2 separate regions of the Mus musculus genome follow, and region 2 is linked to region 1. A link is a contact called in public Hi-C data. All regions are on one chromosome and are shown on one strand. The core of a region is the stretch at or near the end of the contact, and the rest is flanking DNA. Distances in the headings are between cores, read along the strand shown. Region 1 holds the start of Sertm1 (serine rich and transmembrane domain containing 1). Region 2 has its middle 45 kb from the start of Ccna1.

The links. Hi-C and Micro-C count contacts between places; a contact is called where the count stands out from the background.
Region 2: a Hi-C map of cortical neurons shows a contact between it and region 1. The contact joins the enhancer-like site here to the promoter of Sertm1 in region 1. A contact is called at or near these places in 4 of 39 promoter capture datasets (embryonic stem cells, hippocampal neurons and neural stem cells), 5 of 484 Hi-C or Micro-C datasets (cortical neurons and embryonic stem cells), 3 of 115 datasets of contacts at active chromatin or transcription factors (embryonic stem cells, neural progenitor cells and stem cell-derived neural progenitor cells) and 3 of 9 other capture datasets (adipose tissue, liver and pancreatic islet).

What each region holds. Positions count from the first base shown.
Region 1 is chr3:54,914,614-54,917,313 of GRCm38.p6, reverse strand. Sertm1 (serine rich and transmembrane domain containing 1) reads left to right here and starts at 1,427. Exons shown (of 3, transcript NM_177854.4): 1 at 1,427-1,577; 2 at 2,043-2,207. Gm31358 (a long non-coding RNA gene) reads right to left here and starts at 1,295. Exons shown (of 4, transcript XR_375676.2): 1 at 1,223-1,295.
Region 2 is chr3:55,008,742-55,011,441 of GRCm38.p6, reverse strand. No RefSeq gene overlaps it. Among named protein-coding and RNA genes, the nearest start is that of Ccna1, 45 kb to the left of the region's middle. Within about 2 kb of position 1,376, at least 9 of the 459 cell types and tissues checked have an H3K27ac peak or open chromatin away from gene starts, as enhancers often do. A contact at or near this core is called in cortical neurons, where this site is marked.

The sequences.
Region 1 (2,700 bases), core at 178-2,677:
TAAATCAGAAAGACCATCATTGTGAGATGGGCTTGGGCTACACAGTGGGTCAAAGACCAGCCTAGGTCATAGAGTGAGCCCTTATCTCAAAATCAAGCAAACAAAAAGTAGGTGAGCTCTGGAGTACAAATGTTTGGAGAGAAGCGTCTTTGAACTTGCTCTCTTGACAATACAGCTCATTCAGCTCCCCCTACATTTTTATTTTATTTTAAATGAGATGGAGTCTCAGACAAGGCTACCTTGGTCCTGGCTCCATAGCTAAAGATGGCCTTGAACTCTGTCTCCACCTTTAAAGTGTTGGGAGTACAAGTAAGTGCCACCATGCTGAGTTTATGTGGTGCTGGGAGTGGACTCCAAAGTCTCTAGCTGTTCGAGTGCTCCACCATCTGAGCTCCATGTTCAGTTCCACCACACGTCCCCCTCCCCCTCATCTTAAGTGAGGCACACGCATATCCACATAGAAAAGACTCACATGCCCAGGACAAGCAGAACAGAGACAGCATAGCTTTTATCACAACGGTGTCTCAGAGTTAGGCCCCATGCCTGTCTCTACCTGGAAAACCAATAAACGTGGACAGAAACAGTGTAATCCAGGAGCTAGGCACTGGTGAACAACGAGCTGTCACGAAGATTTAGGCAGCCCAGTGCTTTGTTGGTTCACTTTTAAGCCAAAAAATGGGGGGGGGGGGCGGTCCTCCGGGTGAAAATCCATCAACAAAAAGTAACCAACATGTCCCAGAGCTCAGTGCTTCAGATCATATAGACCAGGGAGCCAACTGGGTCTTTGAATAAAAAAGAACCCAAGACACCAAAGAAACCAAGCTTCTCTTCTCCCCAAAGCATCTAAACAAGCCCAGGCACGGAAGGCTCCCGTTCCATCGTTCCTTTATAGGATTGTGACATTTATCCGTGTAGTCTTTAATGATTATCTGTGTGACTGGCGGTCGTAGAAACCATGGTTCTATTCATTCATTAGATGGTTTCTCAGAGGACTGAGAGGGCGGGAAGGAGAAAGACTGAATGGGGGAGGGGGCTGAGGTGAAATTCATCATAGAAGGCGATGTCCCTTGCAGCTCGCCCTTTTGGAGTGGAGGCTGCGCAGGACTCGTAAAGACATAAGAAGGGAAACTTTGACAGGAAAGGGATGCTTTCCCCTGAGCCTAGGGGGGAAAAAAAAACTGAAGCCCACCACATATCGCCACAAAAGTTCAGCACACCACACCTGCCTTCCCCAGATGGGGCTCCCCGCGCAAACGCCTCCTCGTCCTCCAACCAGGGTGTAAGCTCCTCCCTCGTTAGAACGCCGTGCTGTCCTAGCTCCAGAGCGCCTGGGCTGCCTGGCGGCGGGGAGTGGGCCCAGCTCTCTGCCATTGGTCGCATGGCCCCGGAGGGAGGAGGGACAGCGCAGAGCCCAGCGCAGCCTACCGGGTGCCCACTCCCATTGCGCTCGCCGCTCGTGCGCTCTGCTCTCGCTCCGCGCCCCCGCGAGGTGCATTCCCTAGGATCGTCGTGGGGCGCACGTCGTCAAGACAGGGCCGCTGCCCCACCCCAGCGCCGGAGTCCAGATCTGCACATCAGTGAGCACAAGAGTTGGGAACTAAAACGAACCGGTCACAGAGCAATGGCAGTGGGCTGGTCCCTAGAGAGGGCCTCCGGACGCCCCGCCTAGGGTGGCAGGGGGTTCCTTAGCTTCGGGATGCTTCATCCCGACTCTCCTGGGACTACTTGAGATTTGGCTCCTTGCTGTGGAACGCCTCCCGAATCTTTTCTTTTCTTAGCTGGCCCCGGAAGCCCAGCTCTCAGGGTCTCTGGGAGACTGGGCCAGCCAACTACAGCTGGATTCACCAGGGGCCGGGCAGGCAATGTCCTTGGCCCTGGGATGACCCGCCTGATTCCTGGGCTCGGGGAGTCAGGAAAGTCTGCCCTCCAGTCCGCGCTGCTGCAAAGGATGATTCCTCTGCGGGCAGTTTACACTTTGTAATACGTTTCTGATGCCTTTTGTGTGGGGTTTGAGGTGTATGAGAGCATTTCTTTATTTCTAGGGTCATCTGCTTTTCCTGGGGAGTCGCCACAGGCACATTGACGGCTGGCGTTTCTCTGTCCTGTATTCCCTTGAGTCTCCTCGCCTGGCTGCGAATTCGGATAAGTTCTTCCCGCTGAACTCTTGGGTTCCCCAGCGGAGCTTTCTTAGCTCCCCCCAAAACCGGGTAAGCAATTCACTCTCAACCCTTCTCTTTCCCGGGATGTGAGAGGCGAGATTGCCTGCAGTCCTGCACCTCCCAGGCAAGCGGGAGGTGCGCGCATTATGGGCAAATGTTTGAGTTCTCATTAAGACCGAAGAAAAAGCAACACTCCCTCCTCCTGAGAGAACAGAGAGCCACATTCATTCGCAGAAACGTCTTGAAGATCAGGTTTGTGGACTGTGCCTGTGTGCCTTGTGCGGTCAGGTGTCTGGTGCCGGGGGCTCCCCCAGGTTTAGTGTCAGGGACTCCAGGGACTAGGTCTGTTTCTTAATGTCCTCCGTTTTCTCTGCCGATTTGTCTTCCTGGCAAGAATGTTCTGTTGAAGCACTTCAATTCAGTGGGTCTTGTCTCACAGTGCTTTGTTTAGAGGAAGGTCAAAGCTATCCTGTTGGACTTGGCTCCCAATGCAGGTACCAGAGCAGGTGAATGGACAACTGCTCCCAATGCTGGTGAATGG
Region 2 (2,700 bases), core at 127-2,626, 94 kb before region 1:
TCCACACACAGCTTCTCTCCTTGTTTGTGAGAAGTTATTGTATAGTAAGCTCTTCCAGCCAAGAAAGAATAAAGTCTTAGGCTTGTGCTTATGGGTGACACTGTGGGTCAGATGCTCAGAGAAGCCAGGAGTGACTTCTTCTCCTTAGCCAGGGTCTTCTGAGAACTTCTTTTAAGGAAAGGTAGGACTTGTAGGTGATCCATATTCTAGTGTATGCTTTTCTGCTGTGCTATTATTAATTAAAATTATTCTTGTCATGGAAGGATTTCAGAGTGTCTTGGTTTACACACATGCTGGCAGGGCCACCCTAAGATGGCTCTGTGACTTCTTCCTCTCACTCTTGTTTTGTTTTTCCAACAACTTTAGTTGATAACAAAAAACTAATAACAGTCAGGTCCAGATAGACTCAGATTTCCTTCTGCCTCATCAAAGCTCCTGCCTCCTTCATTAGGAAAGAGGCTAGACTTTCACACCAATGAGTTCCACCCATTAATATTCAGAGAGAATCTTTAAGTTACCATGTAACAAAATTTGTATCTCATCTCTACATTAATTAGTTACTTATGTTTAATGAATCAGCTCAGGCACCCTCTCCTCTATGACAGGCCTGTCAGAATGAGTTGCCAGGGAAACTTGCTTTGATATAGACACACTGGCGGTCATATTTAAATATTTTAAAGCCATTCTAACCTTCCCAAATCAAATCTGACTTCGTGTTAGAATATCTATTATTTCATAAGTCATACTTTCGATTCCTGATAACTGTTAGGCTCAGGAGTCACCTCACAAACCACATGAATATCAATCTCAGTCAGACAGGGATAGTTATTGCGCATACAACCCAGGACTGATTGATCAGGGCCACACATCCAGACTCAGGGGCTGGTTGTGACATTAAGCTAAGATCCTACAGGGCTTTTTAAGCCTAAAATCTACAAACATTTGTGCCAAGTTATTCCACCAATCAGGATTTAGAGATAGGGGATTTCCTTAGGAACATGCCTTTGTTGTACATGTATTCTGCTTCCATTGGTTGGGGTATTTACCTGTGGCAGTGGACTTGCCTTGTCTTAACATCCACGTCTTAACTTGCCAACCAGGATGCCATTACCCATGTACATGTCTCTTTCTGCCAGGTTGGATGTCAGTTCCCAGGGAGGTCTTGGGAATTTACACTTTACTCCACCTCTACTCAAAATGGAAGTCTTATTCCAAATAGCTTTTTTATTGGTACAGGTATCTCTCTTGTGGTGGGGTCCATCCCAGAGGCAGTTATGAAGTTCGTGGCAAATGCCATGAAAGCTTATGACGGTACCAGAAGTGGTGCTGGGTGGTTGGTGTGGGTCCAAGCTTATTGTGAGTAACTATACAAAGCAGTTCTGCTGACTTGTCTCGTGATTGGTTTCCAAGGAACAGAACATAACAGAATGTGTCATCAACTTGGGCATGAAAAAGTTTCCTAGTAACAGCAGAAACAGCCTGTGAGAAAGTTTCCTTATAATATTAGTAACAGCAAAAATGGCAGGCTAGCCAGGCCTTACCAATACCTATTACCTAGGCCTTAACAATAACTATAAAAATAATTTCTGCTAAAGGATAGCAAGCCAATTAAGAGCAGTCTCCTTAATCCTAAATTGTTGCTCCTGTTGTAGATCCCTCTTTTTTACAACAGCTATCTTCCCTTTCTGGGATTTATCTCTACAACCTTCAGACTCTAAGTACACCATTAAAAATGATAGTAATTTAGAATGTGTGGATCTTCAATGTTTGTCAACTAGGAAATTTGCATGTGTGGTCATGGATTTAACCTCCAATTCAGAAGCAATCTCGTGGGCCTATAGTGAGGGTGGCAGTGTGCGTATGTGTGTACGCAAACTTCAGAGGCTTAACAGGAAGTGTTCGTTTGTGTGAGCTAAGATTGCATGTGCTAAATATATGAAGTGTTTCTTGACTGTGGATTAGAATTCTGCTGGGAGAGACAGGATATAGAAAGAATGAATGGACGCATTTTAAAGTTCAAAAGATTCAGATTCAATTTGAGCTCAGTCATTTACTCATTATGCAAATGAGTATGACCTTATGCAAATGTTTAACCTCTCTGATTCTAAGTTGTCCCACTGGGGAAGTGGATAATACTCATTAGACCAAAGTATTTTGAGATCAAATAGAATTTGATTTGAGGAGTGTCTGGCACATAGCAACCACCAAATAAGTAGAAATTATGGTAATTTTAGCAATAATTTTTCTAAACAGTACGGTGGTGTGTGACATTATGGTCAGACACTTAAAAGCACACAGTACTGCCTTCTCTGCTCTCCCTATACCAGGAACTGCACACCAGGGTCTTCATAAATGAGCTAATTTAATCCTCATAACTACCCTCCAAAGATAGGCACTATTTGCATCTCTGTTTACCAGAAGAAAGAGAATGGGAGAATAATCTTTCTAGGCACATAGGTAGTAAGCAGTGGTGTTGATTTTCAAGTCCGGCTATTCTGATTTCAGACCCCTCCTCTGTTAGTTAATGAAACTAATTAATAAAACTTGTTAAGTAATTGAGTGAAATTAATTAAGAGTCAGTCATCTGTACATTTGAAAAATATGCAAAGAAAAGGATAACCAGGGGAAAAGAAAGGAAAAGGAGAGGGGCAGGAATTATTTCTTAAGATAGAAAGTTTGCTATTTAAATATTTTTAAGTC